3 separate regions of the Canis lupus genome follow, and all the other regions are linked to region 3. The links are chromatin contacts, called in public Hi-C maps. All regions are on one chromosome and are shown on one strand. The core of a region is the stretch at or near the end of the contact, and the rest is flanking DNA. Distances in the headings are between cores, read along the strand shown.

Region 1 (4,540 bases), core at 1,346-3,845, 69 kb before region 3:
TCTAAGTGAATGAGGGTATAGGCCTAAAACGGTGAGCTGTAAAAGGCAAGCCATCTTTTCAGCAAGTGGTCTCCATCCTTAAACCACAGGAGAGCACCATGTGTCAATCAATCACAGGCAAAGATCGTGTGTCCCACGGTTACGTCATAGCCTGCTCCCCTGACAGTCACGGTAATAACCACCCTCATCCCTAAAAGCAGAGTGCTTTTATGGTAATCAACTGGCCCTAAAACCTACCTTCGTACCTGGCCCCAGACTTTCCCCAGCAACTACCTTTTGCCTAAGACTACTTCCTGGTTCACAGGCACCCAAGCTTCTACTGTCTTCCACACTTGCATCTCCTACACCTCCAAATTTTCATTAACAGCCTCCATGTGTTATTTCACACTAGTGGGATTTGGTTTCCTTTTAGATAAATCTGGGAAATACCCTTTTCATAATCCACAAATGTTAAAATTTATTTTTTAAAACAGTTTACAAATAATAGCTCAGTGTCTCCCGTGATATGCTGGACAGACACACAAAGTTGATATCTTTTTTCTTTTTTTTTTTTTTAAGATTTTATTTATTTGAGAGAGAGAAAGAGATAGTAAGAGAGAGAGAATATGAGCAGGCAGGGATAGGGGGGAGAGGAAGAAGCAGGCTCCCCCCTGAGCAGAGAGCCTGATATGGGGGCTCAATCCCAGAACCCTGAAATCATGACCTGAGCCAAAGGCTGAGAGTTAACCACCTGAGCCACCCAATCGCCCCATTTGATTTCCTTTTTTAATGAGAACTATTTCTTGGAAACATCCTAAGGACAGAAAAGAAAAAAAAAAAAGAAAAAGAAAAAAAGAAAAAGAAAAAGAAAAAGAAAAAGAAAAAGAAAAGAAAAGAAAAGAAAAGAAAAGAAAAGAAAAGAAAAGAAAAGAAAAGAAAAGAAAAGAAGGGGAACAGAAGGGAAGGGAACGGAAGCAAAGGGAAGCTGGTAATGATGAAAGCCTTTGACAGTTAAAAATGTTACCCAAGTAAGAATGCAGGCTCAGTGTTCTCGGCAACATGACTGTTGTCTCGGTGCTGCTCTTCTGATGTGTGGTTTTTTTCATTTTTCTTCCTCTTTTTAAATGCAAGGTTAATGAGGGAACTCAAAAGCATCCATTCTTGTCAGTGCTGTTGAACAATGCCAAACATGCTCAAGGCCCAAAGAGCTCCTCCATAGTGATCTGTTTCTCTCATAAGACCCCAGATGGGTCGAGAACCCTGCCTCCCATTTGGTGGGCTCCTAAGCTGTTCCTCAGTCTGCTCCCCTTGGGATGAGGTGAAGGTACCAGTCTCTCCCTTGTAAAGAAGGACGAGAGCATCCCTCGGCCCCCACTCTGGCCTGCATCAGTCAGCATGCAGGCTAATCATTTGGATTGCTAGTGTTCCTTGGATTATTTTCTGCTCAAACTTGAAAAATAAGCCTCTATGGAGGATGAAGCCTCTGGCACAGCCCAGAACCTCTGGAACAGATGCAAAAACAGCTGTATTCTTGACAGATTCCTTCAATACCATGTAAAAATTCACATAAGCCAGAGGTCAGTAATCAGAGCATCATGGAGCCTGAGTGATACCCTCCAGGCTCCTGCTGTAGGGAAGAAAAGAGAATGAAAGGCAGAGACAGAGACAAATACAGTAGAGGCTGCAGGCAGCAGCCCTTCAGCTTGCTAGCACATCTGCACTGGTATATCCTAGGCCATCCGTTTGGGGAACATACTCTTTGATGATAAAGATGATGCAAATGACCCCTGCTTGAGTTGGGGATGGGTTTCACAAAACCTTCCATCTGCTTTCTCTCTCTCGTGCTCAGTCTCTCATAAGCCAACATAAGAAGGGACAGCCTCTGCTGCCCTAACTGCCTAAACTAACCAGCCAAGGACCCCTGGTATCAGTGTGATCTCAGCCACTCTAAGTCCCCAGAATGAGGATTCTGAACCATGAAAAAGGCCCCAAAGGAAGGAGCCCAGACTTGGAGTCATCATGGTGGCCATGGTCAGAATCCTATCTTCATACCAGAGAGGGAGGTCCCTGGTGGGACAGGGGAAAAGAGAGAGGGGTGGAAGTGGGGAAAGAAGTGAGAGCAGAGAGATAAAATCTAACTTGGGAATCTAACTCTAACTCTCTCTCAAATAAATCTAACTTCACTACAGTAGTAGTGAAGAGCCAGTGCTCTACAGTCAACTTGCATCTCAATTCAAATCTCTGCACCACTACCTGTTAACATCTGAATGGAACCACATTACTCAACCTCTCTGACCTTAAAGAAGGCAGGCTAACAATACCTTCTCCATATGGCTGTTGCAAGAAATTAAGTCCCTGATGCTTGACAAGCGCTTAGCAGGGGGCGTCAGTAAGTGGCAGTGTCATTAATTTCTGATACTGAAGAAAAGCATGAACTGGTGAAGAGAAACTTGGATGAGTCTCGGGCAATCTGGGTTCTCAGTTCCCCATTTTGAAAACAGAGAGGCTTATAATTATGATTCCTTCCAGCTCAGATATTCTAGAAGTCTGTGCCTGAGAGCTAAAGACTAAAATGTCATGTGGGTACTACAACTGTAATATAAAATGGCACCCAATTGCGCATTTGCCACCATCAAAGGAAGCTACATGCACAACAGGCTCCTATGAAGAGTGAGTGAGTGGGTTTGGGTGTGGTAGTGTTGGGGGAGGGGTGCTGGGGGGAAAGGGGTGGTTAACCACAACTGTCAATGCTTATATTGTTATTCTTTTGTTTGCTAGACAGGCTTCCAGAGAAGTTTCTGGCCACCTAGGTGCCAGGCAGGCAATTAGTGTCTTATTTGAAGTTTCCCCTAAAATCAGGAGGGAGAGATTTCTCTTGATTCCCTGCCCTTTGAAGTCAAAACTGATCGTACCTTTAATTTAGAACGAATCGCTTCTCAGTCATCACCGTAGTCTTGATGGGCTACAAAAGGCTTTTGGAAAGGATGTGAAGTCACACTTTAAAAAATACACTTACACAGAGAGGCACAGTGTTTACACAATACACAGCCTCCCTCAGCCTACTTTAGACCAACAGGGCGCTAGCTTCATCGGTGTCCTTCCTCGCTTTCCAGAGTTCTGGTACAGCGTGAAAATACATGCCCCAAGTGTGGGGCCAAGAGGCAGAGACCACCACGATGGCAAGAAAATAGAGTCATCAGTGGCCCAAATGATAGCCAGCACATCTGGGCAGGATGACAGATGTTGCACAAAAGCTTAGTCAAATCCTCTAAGCTACCAGGAATGCCTTCCCTCCTGGTCCAAATCCTCTAATCCTTTAAGGCAGAGTTCAAATCCCTCTTCTTCTGGAAGCCTCCATTGATAATACTGCACCCTCACTGATGGTTCCCGCCAGAGATACCCACTCACACTTACTGCTGTGCACATTGGGCATACAGAACATTCTTTTGCTTATTTTCTCTCCTCAATAAACATCTTCTTCTCCTGAAAGGACATCCAGAGTGTAACTCCCTTATCACCTTGCATTCGGCTCACACTGAATAAACAGCTATGGCCTAAACAGGTAAGTAAACCATTGTCAGTGTACACATAATTTTCTTCTCAGGAGCAGATGGCCCCATTGGCCCACAAAGATGAACTCCCAGTCATACAGTATCAGTTTCACTTTGGGCGGAGAAGGGACTGGGCTGGCACACATCAGACAACCATCTTCACCTAGAAAAATCTGCTCAGTGAACGGCAGGTCTCCTAATAAGAACTCTCAGGCCAAATCTTAGACTGAATAGAGCTTCCCTTACCCCTTAGCCACCCTACAAGGCCCTCTATGAAGCACAAGACAATATCTTCAGAAGCCAAAGGCTCCCACCACATATCTAGTTCCTTAAAATAGCAAATATTTTGTCTCAGAAAAATATATCCTGAGAATCAAAACTAAACAGTGGGGACCCTAGCATGATGTTTAGAACCTAAAGTCAGGCAGTGGTCGCTAATGATTCTAGACCGTTTAAGCCTCTCGAAAACAAGAACTAAAAGCAGGATCTCCTAAAAAGAATGCAAGAACGGGCCATGTCATCACAGCGTGAAGAAATTCAAAAGAACTTGTGTTGGAATGTTAAACTCAAAACCAGCGAGCTGTCTTGAGTAGCAGAAAACCCACAGTGGGCAGAAGGGAATGGTGAATCATGACCATCAACAGGGCAAGCTGGTTAGGAAAGACGATAGCGCCTTGCCAGTGAGCAGGAACAAGTTGCAGACACTTAACCCGGAGCCCAGGACCCCAGAAGCATAACTGTGCTGATAACTAATGCTTAAACCTCAGGCCTGGGGAAGAGTCCTGGCCTCTCCTGCGGGCACCCTCTGAGCACTACCTTGGAAACACATGTGAACTGGGTCCTGGGCTCACGGCTCCTCTCTTTCCCAGTTGCATATTTTAACAGGGAAGATTCACAGCATTTGCTCCCCAGAGGCTCCAGGGGTGAACTACCACATGTGTAAGCCATGTGGACTGAGTGCTCCAAGAGGGCAGGGCTGCTCTCCTGTCCATTGCCCAGTCAGGCAATGG
Region 2 (4,731 bases), core at 963-3,462, 120 kb before region 3:
CCAGTACTTTTTAGGAGCGCTAGTATCAATGGGCATAAAGGATTGTTTTTCTAATGCAGTGAAAACAAAATATTCTTCTGAGGCCTTCTGCTTTTGTTTAGAAAGGGAGGGAGATAAGTATTAGATGTTATTACACACTGACCCCAATCAGTTTTTCCTTGGCACGATCAAAAGGACTAAATGAAAATTAGGGCAGAAAAAGGAGGAATAGCTTTGTTTTTTTAAAGATTTTATTTATTTGTTTGACAGAGAGAGAGAGAGAGAGAGAGAGAACAAGTAGGGGGAGCAGCCTGCAGAGGGAGAGGAAGAAGCAGATCCCTGCTGAACGGGGAGCCTGACTCGGGGCTCGATCCCAGGACCCCGGGATCATGACCTGAGCCGAAAGCAGATGCTTAACCAACTGAGCCTCCCAGGTGTCCCAGAATAGCTTTATTTTCCTGAATTGTATGCAGTGCACTGCTCAGAACGTAAGTGCAGCTTGCGGAGTCTGACAAACATACACTTATGGCATCAATACCCCCATAAGGATAAAGAACTTTATCACGACCCCAGAAACTTCTCTCTTGCCCTCCTACTCGTCCCCTCACCCCCACCAGAGGCAACCACCATTTTGATTTCTATCCCCATAAGTTAGATTCTTTGGTTCTTGAACTTCTCATTGTTGCCTCACGGGGATGGTTTTTTCATGATGAACTAAGAATTATGATAGTGTTACACCTTTATAAATTTTTGGAAATTATCATAATATAAAGTTTTGTTTTTCTGTCTTGGAACACCTTGTCCACTCTTTACCTACCGTTTTCTCCAGACTCACCAGTGGAAAAGTACTGTAGTATTTTTTCTCCAAACCTACAATTTTGGGCACCCCGAACTAATGAAAGGGGAAGGCGCCAAATTAGCAAATGGGATTCTGACTTTGCAAAGCCTAACATGATCCTGATTATAGCACTGATTTGCCAAATTTTCTTCCCGAAATCCCAACTAATCTGATTATCTTTTAAGCTCCCCAAAAGGCAGCTTAGACTCACATTCCTTTACAACCAACCCAATTCTTCCTCCTCCTTGGGTCAGTTTGGCTCCCCTCCTCACCCACAGGAGTCCCTCATCCCCACTGCAAGCTGCTACTCATGCTGTTGCCTCTGAGGGGCTGCTCTCCCGCTACCTCCCACCTGGCACCATCCTTCCTCAGGACCCCACTCAGGGCCAACACCCTCCGTCCCATTAAAACCGAGTTTAATCACACATGCGCACTTAGCCTTCCTTGCCAGCTATGGTTACTCCTCTTTTCACATGAGCACGCCTTATCTCTTCAACTGGACGCTGAGCTCCTTGGAAGACCAGCACAGAATTATCTCAGCATCGGAGAAAAGATACTGGAGATAGAGAGGTACATGTGCATGAACGTATTTATGACCAAACTGGAGTGACAACGGCCTGCGGGGTGGGTCCTGACAAGGCTCAGCACTAGCCTGGAAGAGAAAGGAAGAAATGAATGGGGGCAGTAGTCGTATCTTCAGAGATGACATTTCGTACTCAGACCAGCACGCTGCAACTTTCCTATCGCAGATCCCTGGGTCCCGCCACGATACAGTCAGACCTAAGTCCTCACTTTCTAGAAGGTCGAATGCTGGTGGTTCAAGGACCACACCAAGAGCAACACCCCCCCCCCCCCGCCCCGTGAACAGAGATCAGGGTGGGGTAACAAATCCCCACATCTAGAAGACCAAGAAAAACAGCGTTCCCAATCGGCATGTGGGGCCTAACTCGTATTCCAGTTAATTCTACATCTGTCAGCGGAGGTGAGACAATATGGTAAGAAAACCACCTCCACACAACCCAAAATGCACATGAAGTAAAGAGAAAACAAAGTGAGAAGGAGATTTCCAGTGAGGGAAAAAGCTGAACTCCAACCAAGGAGACCACGGTTCCCGACCTGGGACCTGGTCCTATTTTCCTTACAATGTCACCTGGTGGTATTCTCCAGTTCCTGGAAGGCAAATAGCAAGCGTAAGGTAGATCTTTGGGGTGCAGCCTGAGGCGAGTGGGGGTGTGTGTGTGCAAAATGCACTTCGTGATGTAGAAAAAAATTGTAAATGAAAGAGGCTAACCACAGGAGAGCCACCAGCAGGGTGATGGCGAGGGAACTGGCATTCTTACCGCAACCAGTGAAAACCCTGAATAGCTGTCCTCTGCGCCCAGGGAACAAAGGGGGTTCTGAGATGGCTGTGTGTGGAGGAGGTGAAAGTCATTCCAGCACTTAGAGCTCCAATTGAAAATAAACAAACAGCCCCAGCCTGCCCAAGGAGCCCGGCTGCCAAGCACCAGCCTGGGAGCGCACGCTGGCCGCTGGGGCCGCGCAGAGCTATTTATATTTGTAATCCAATTTGGATGGGGAAGGCGCATGAAAATAAATTGATTATCTTGAAACTGTAAGAGCAAATTCGCCGGGACAAAAAGTAATGAAATAATAAAGAGGAAGTAAGTACCTGAGTAGGTCACCAGAGGGGATGTTTCTCATGCACTGCTTCCGACTTAGTTTGCTTTGGGGATTCAGATATGAAGAAACCATGGCAGATGCCTCGCCAGAAATCTTATGCGGACCGTGGGTAGAGGTTTGCTGAGCTCCCCCCACCCCCAGCCCCGTGCTGTGTGTGTGTATGTGCATATATATGTATATATAATCAATCAACCAAAAAAAAACACTCAAGAGGTTATATGACAGAGAGCTGATTATCTCCACTCAGTTTATAGCTTGGGAGGAAGAAAAGTGGGTAGTTCATAAAAAACAACCATCCTTCCCAAATCTAAGGGTCAAACAAAAGCATACATTATCCTGAAAACACTGGCCTTCTATCTTAGATCTCTCTCACGCCCCCTTCCCTAGAGGCCGGATTCTCCTCTCCCTTTTCACAGTTACAATGGTGACCATTTATTACGCATGTGGCACATGCCAAAGGCTGGGGATGTGCAGTCTGGAATGGCCACCTCAATCCTGAAATAGGGATTGTCGGCCCATTTTAAAGATAAAGAAACTGACGGTCGTTACCTGAGTGACTTGCCCAAGCACCACCCTACTCCCAAGAAGGGACTCAGGGCTTGAACCTAAGCGTGTGCCTAGGCTTTGTTTCACTGCACCACACCGCCTCCATGAAAGGACATAGCTAGAGTCTCCAAAGCCAACGTAGATTCCCAGGAAGTGGGCAGCTGAGCCCGTGAGTGCCTGTGGGGCCAGAGTCAGAAGAAGGATGTGCACAAAAGGGCAGTAAGAAGAGACTTGAAGCACTGGTAGCTCAGGCAGGAAGATACTCACCCTCCACCCCCTTAACTCAGGTAAAAAGAATTTACGTGGCAGACTGAAGGAGGAATAATCCCCAACTCACACACTGCACATATGAAGGAGGCCCCTTATTTCAGACTTTACCTCTGTGGATAAATCATCAAAACTACAAGGATTCTGACACAGCTCAGACAAGATAAGGACTAGGCTCAAAGCTCACTTCCCTTCCTTACCGATTGATTCTGATAAATGATATAGCTCATCTAGGATTCAGATAATTGTATTTTTTTTTTTTTAAGTGAAGGGACAGGGAGGGAGGAAGCAGAACCCCGAACCAGGTTATCTCCTGTGGTTCTCTCCAGCAAGAAGGCTGATGAATCGAGTAACTAAGAAAAGTAACCCTGTGTTGGGCAGCCCGGGTGGCTCAGTGGTTTAGTGCCTGCCTTCAGCCCAGGGTGTGATCCTGGAGACCTGGGATCGAGTCCCACGTCGGGCTCCCTGCGTGGAGCCTGCTTCTCCCTCTGCCTGTCTCTCTCTCTCTGTCTGTGTGTCTTATGAATAAATAAATAAAATCTTAAAAAAAAAAAAGAAAAGAAACTCTGTGGCAGCACAGACTCCTAGGAGCTCAGGAAAGTGATGAGAAGGAATCATTCTTAAAATATTTCAGAAGGCCAAAAGAAAAGTATACATTTCTCCGAGATAAGACCCCATAGCAAATTTAATCATCAGGTTTAGCTGCTTTAATGGCATGTTCGTTTACAGACCTTGTATTTGCTGCTGGTGGTGAGCAGCTTTGGGCCTGAGTCTTCGATTAATAGAAAATAGCAATTGAATGATCTTTAAGAAATGCAACTTAGTCCCGTGGTGGGGGAGGGGAAGCCAGCCAAAGGTACTGAAAAACTGGGAATGCTCATTTAAGACAAATGTGGCTGAAGATGAGTTTCTAGGGATGGAGTAGGAAGTAAAATTCAGAGCTAGTCATTTAATTTCGAAATTAAGTGATCCTCCTGCAGGAGTGTGTGATACCACACGTAAGGCATTTCAAGAGCACTAGTAATTTCAGCAAACACTGTCCAGATTTTTCCTAGCTCTGAGCTGAGACAGTTAAGCTTTCCTTGGTGATTCAGCAGTGTCATCTGGATAAACTGACTGAGAAGAGGAGAGAAAAGCATTTTTATAATGTGTGTGAATGTATGTGTGTGTGTGTTTAAGTGGAGATGTAGGGCTGGTGGGAAGAAGGGAAGAAAGCCAGTGGAAACCAGCAGAGGAAAAAGCTATTGGCTCCCATTTGAGAGAGCCACTTGCTGGTCAGCTCCAGCTGACCAGATGGGAGGGGCAGATGGCCCCAGGGGTCCCCTATGGAAACTTCTGGTGATGCGTGACCCCTCCCCCCCAGCCACAGAGCATCCCCAAAGCCAACCCTATGGTGGTTTGGGGGCAATCTCCTCCTTGGC
Region 3 (4,558 bases), core at 1,656-4,155:
CCAGGTAAAAAGCACAGAGCCCCTGAGCCTGGGAAATGCTGCCCAAAGGTATGATTCTGTGGGTGTCCCCTCAGTGACAGGAATGGGAAAGGTGATTTCTGTCAGCCCAAGTGAACCTGTCCATTTCCAAGGGCCAGTCACCTCTGCGGATGCATCGCCACCCCCATCCCCAATTCCCCTGCCCCCTACCTCCACCCCCACCTCCATCCCCCAGCATCTTTTAGTGAAACCAACACTAGGTGAGCAAATAGAACCAGCTCCACTACTCAATTCATCTTGTGACTTTGGCCTCTTTGTAGTTCCAAGTTGTTCTTTTTTGTTTTGTTTTGTTTTGTTTAAATCTAATACCTGCTGTACCTAATTCACACTTGCTATGAGACAAAAGAGAAATGATTTTGAAAGCACTTTAAATTACTGTGTACAATGAAAACCTCAGGGACACAGCACATGAATCTGCAGGGAACAGACTGGGAGGGCCAGGGGGGCCCAGTTCTCATCCCCCTGGCAAGCCATGGGCAATAGGAGGTGTGGGCTCTACTTCCAGTCCCCTCATGCTTGCATGTGACCTTGGGTACCCACTTGGCTTCTCTGACACTCAATGTCCTTGTCTCTAAAACATGCCTCTGCACTAGGTGATCCAGGCTAGGGCCAAGTCCAACATGAATCTGAGCACCTTAGAGAATAATGACAAGGCAAGGCCGGTGCCCACAGCATGCTTCACTCCAAGTGCTCAAAAGTGGGGATGGTGCCCTAATGCATGCAGGGTCTGGGCAGGCCCCAGCAAAGCATCACCAGAGACACATAGACACCTCTCCCTCCAACCAAGATACGTTCTGTGGCTAGAGCCACCTTACTGTTCATCCCATCTGCTCTCTCTGCCCCACTCTATCTTCCTCATCTGCATACGTGGTAAAGGCCCCGTGGTCTCTCTACTATACCCGTGTTTTTTTTCTGTCCTCTTCCTGTTCTAAAACAACTTAAAAACCACAATTTTTAGTGTTAAGGTCTGGCCCTGAAACTGGTCATCCCTTAAGCTCCCCCTCAGAGAGGCACTACTTTTCCTGAGTCAAAGAGCCTATATATGGAAAGGAAATGAGGAGTGAGTGGGAACTCCAGTGGTGGGGGGCCAGTAGAAGGAAGGGGCATCGATGAATGGAATGGGGTGCAATGGCACTGTGTTCTTTGGAATTCCATAATTCTGCTCCCCAAAGTGTAAGCCACAAATCTCCCAGGGCTGTACTCGGTATGGTTAGTTGAGGCTTCCCTGTAAGCCCCGTAACCATGGTTTTGGGGCAGACTACATCACAGTGTGAGCATAACGAGAGGAGACTTTTTCCTATTTTTGTCTAAAACTCCATTTCCTTTTACAAAATATGTAAGGTGACATGCCAACGTGGTTCATACGCGACCTCTGACCCTAGGACAATCATGAAGTGGTCTGTTTTCAATAATTATAAGGGGATTCCTCTATGTTTCTCCATGAGGACCAGATACCTCTTTTCATGTAGAGCGAAGAAACCTGAAAACATATGTACCCAGGGCCACACCTGCTCTTGTTGGAAACACGTAGCAAATCAGAAAACACCGAAATCCATTTCCTAATTTAACACCTTCCTTTCAAAAAGAGCTAAAAGAAGGGTGGTTCTCCCTGCTTCTTTGGGTGCCAAGGTTTAGCGCCTTTGGTTTACAGTACTTGGACAAGGAAGGCCCATTCCCAAGTCCCTAATATTTTGACAGTGTCATCAATTAAGTCAATGTCAGACTTAGCGGTAGTATCTCATTGCACAGTATCCTGAAAATCAAAACAGGGAAATCGAATAACTTGAAGTAGGATTCAAGGCACCGACCGACTTCCAGTTTCTTGCAAGCAGCACCATTTTTAAAACACAACACTCATTCTGGATGCATGGGCGATGCATGGGGGCAAAACCAGCTTGGCTTATGTTGCTGGGACCCTGCAGGAGGGATCCTAGAGAGGAACACGTTTTTCTCCCCGTATGTCAGAAGATGAGCTAACCACCGTGCAACAGAATCGACGAAGCAAGCTAGCTTCCTCCCGGAGGGAAAAATAAAGCAGCTCCCTCGCTCCGCTGCTGCGCAGGACAAAGCCAGGACGTGCAAGGAGCCTTCAGTCCAGGGCTCCACGTGCCTCTCCAAGGACGGAGGAACCCACCCACACACAATCACACACGCAGCCAGCCCACCACGCGCCTGCGGAAGGCGCCGGCTCCTCCGCCAACCTTGGGCACCAGGGCCGGGGGCTCTCGCAGCTTGCAAGCTCCCGGGAGCGCCCATTGTCTGAAGGGGGCTAGAGGGCCTTACTCTCTCTGCAAGTCTGGTCTCCGTGGCTCCAGTGCCTACTTCTCAACTACGACGAAATGGAGTATGCTTCCCCAAGGCAGCTGAGACACATCACACACACACACACACACACGCACGCACACACACAGCCCAGATGGCAAGAAGTCTCGGCGCCCCGTGACCAGTGCCAAGGCCGTGGGCGCATCCCCGCGGCCCCCCGAGCTGGGCTCCTGGCCCGGGAGGCGCCCGGACTCACCCAGTCCTCGAAGTGCCGGCTCCCGTTCTGCAGCAGCTCCTCGAACTGGATGGTGCAGTTGGCCACGAAGTCGTCGTAGCCGATGGGGGCATCGTGGAAGACGGCCAGCTCGATCTTGCGCCCGTTGCACACATCGGTGACGAACTCGTCGTGCCAGGCCGGGCTGTTGGTCTTCTGCTTGGTGGCCGTCTGGCCGATGCGCGAGTCGTCCACGTTGAGGGCGATGTAGGGGTCGAGGAGGAAAGTCTGCGGCCGGGGTCCCACCGCATGGCGCAGCGACCAGGCTGTGGGCTTCAAGCTCACGGCCTCGCAGATTTTGATCTTAAGGAGGCCATTGAACACTACCATGGTCGGGGCGGGCAGCGGGGGCCGGGGTCCCTCCGTCCGCCCCGAGGGCAGGAGTGAAGAGCCGACGCCCCGGCGCTCGCAGGGTCCCCTGCGCCCCACCCCGCTCTCCCCCTACACCTGGGAGCGCTGCGCCCGGGCGCGGGCGGTCCTCGGCGGGAGCATGTATTTCCTCGCCGGGTTCCTAACGGAAAGCAGGGAGGGGGGGAGAGCCGGGGGACGTCCGCGTGCGGAGCGAGCCTCTCCCCCCCGCCCCCCGCAGCGCCTCCCGGAGGGGACCGAGCTGCCGGCCGCGCTGCGCGCCGCGGGGGCTGTGGCGCCGCCTCGCTGGCTCCCGGCTCGGGCTGCGGGGACGCGGGCGCCGCGCCCGGCGCTCACCTACCTTTCCGAAACATAATCCCCGGGAAATTTCGACTCCGGGAGGGGGAGGGGGGCGTGGGACGGGGCGGGGACGAGAGCCGGGGGCGCAGATTTCAACCCGGATCCTCTTCGCACACCCAGCGCCTGCCTCTGGCCGCGCGGGGCGGGGGGTGGGTCGAGGGATGTTCAGTCTATCCGGAGGGATGCATGTCGAGAGGAAATGGTCCTCCTCGGAGCCAGTTTTTTTTTTAAGAATCCACAAGCCGCACGGCCGGCGCGGCCGCCTCCTCCGGGGCGAGGCGAGGCGAGGCGAGGCGAGGCGAAGCGGCGATCGGGAGGCGCCGGGAGCCCGGAACCTCAGCCCCGCGCGGGCTCGGGCTCGGGCTCGGGGTCGGGCTCGGGGTCGGGGTCGGGGTCGGGACGGCCGCCGCGCGGGCTGGGGCGCAGGCCGGCACCGGGCGGTGCGCAGCGCGGCGGCGGCGGCGGCGGCGGCGGCGGCGGCGGCGGCGGCGGGGCCGGGACTGCGACTCGGCGCGGCCCCACCTCCCGGGCGCCGGCGCCCGCCCGCCGCGCTCCCCGCGTCCCCGCTCTCGGCTGCCGCTCGCTCGCCGCCCGCCCGCGCTCCCCCGCGGTCTCCTCTCCCTCCGTCGGTGTGCGAGCCAGTCTCCCTCCCTCTAATGCAGGAAATGCGCAAAAGACGTCAGTGTGTGTGTGTGTGTGTGTGTGTGTGTGTGTGTGTGCACGCGCGCGCGCTCCTGTGTTTGGGGAAATAGAAAGTTTTGCCTGTTGGGGGAGCAATACGGGAAAAGTGAGCCGAGGAGAGGCCGCCGCGGAGAGGGCGAGCCGGCCGGGTGGCGGCGGCGGGCGGGGGCCGGGCGGGGGCCGGGGGGCGGGCGCCGCGGGGGGGGGGGCGGCTGCGGGCTGCGGACGCCGGGTCTGCGCTCCCCGCCCCGAGGCCGGCGGCCCGCGCATCTCCCCGGGGCTCCGCGACCGAGCCCGGCTGCCGGGCTGCAGACCCCGGGGGCGGGGGGCGGGGGGCGGCCTGCGGAGGAGACCCGGGAGCCCCCCGGCCCCGGGCTGGGGCGTGCTGGCCCGTCGGTGCGTCCCGCGGGCCCGGGGCGCTCGGCTCCCCCGCGGCGGGGGAGGGGAGGCGGGGAGGGTCGTCCCCCTGCTTGGGGGGCGGGGGCGCCGTCGCCCCGGGGGGACCCGTCCTGGACCCGTCCTGGACTTGCCGGGCCGCGGGAACTTGTTGACAAGTGAAAGCTTGGGAGAGGACCTCGGCTGCGTCCGCGTTTG

The links. A called contact is a pair of places that touch in the nucleus more often than the background predicts.
Region 1: a contact with region 3 is called in a Hi-C map of blood, with 1.9 times the contacts expected there. The contact joins the enhancer-like site here to the promoter of PRKCE in region 3. A contact is called at or near these places in 2 of 9 Hi-C or Micro-C datasets (both in blood).
Region 2: a Hi-C map of skin fibroblasts shows a contact between it and region 3, with 3 times the contacts expected there. The contact joins the enhancer-like site here to the promoter of PRKCE in region 3. A contact is called at or near these places in 5 of 9 Hi-C or Micro-C datasets (amygdala, blood, liver and 1 more).

Annotation. Positions count from the first base shown.
Region 1 is chr10:49,097,021-49,101,560 of UU_Cfam_GSD_1.0, reverse strand. All of the region lies in intron 1 of PRKCE (protein kinase C epsilon type), which reads right to left. Among named protein-coding and RNA genes, the nearest start is that of PRKCE, 69 kb to the right of the region's middle. Within about 2 kb of position 2,595, at least 2 of the 20 cell types and tissues checked have an H3K27ac peak or open chromatin away from gene starts, as enhancers often do. A contact at or near this core is called in blood, where this site is marked.
Region 2 is chr10:49,150,687-49,155,417 of UU_Cfam_GSD_1.0, reverse strand. All of the region lies in intron 1 of PRKCE (protein kinase C epsilon type), which reads right to left. Among named protein-coding and RNA genes, the nearest start is that of PRKCE, 120 kb to the right of the region's middle. Within about 2 kb of position 2,212, at least 2 of the 20 cell types and tissues checked have an H3K27ac peak or open chromatin away from gene starts, as enhancers often do.
Region 3 is chr10:49,028,452-49,033,009 of UU_Cfam_GSD_1.0, reverse strand. It overlaps PRKCE (protein kinase C epsilon type), which reads right to left and starts at 2,905. Exons shown (of 15, transcript XM_038551201.1): 1 at 2,558-2,905. The coding sequence starts at 2,905.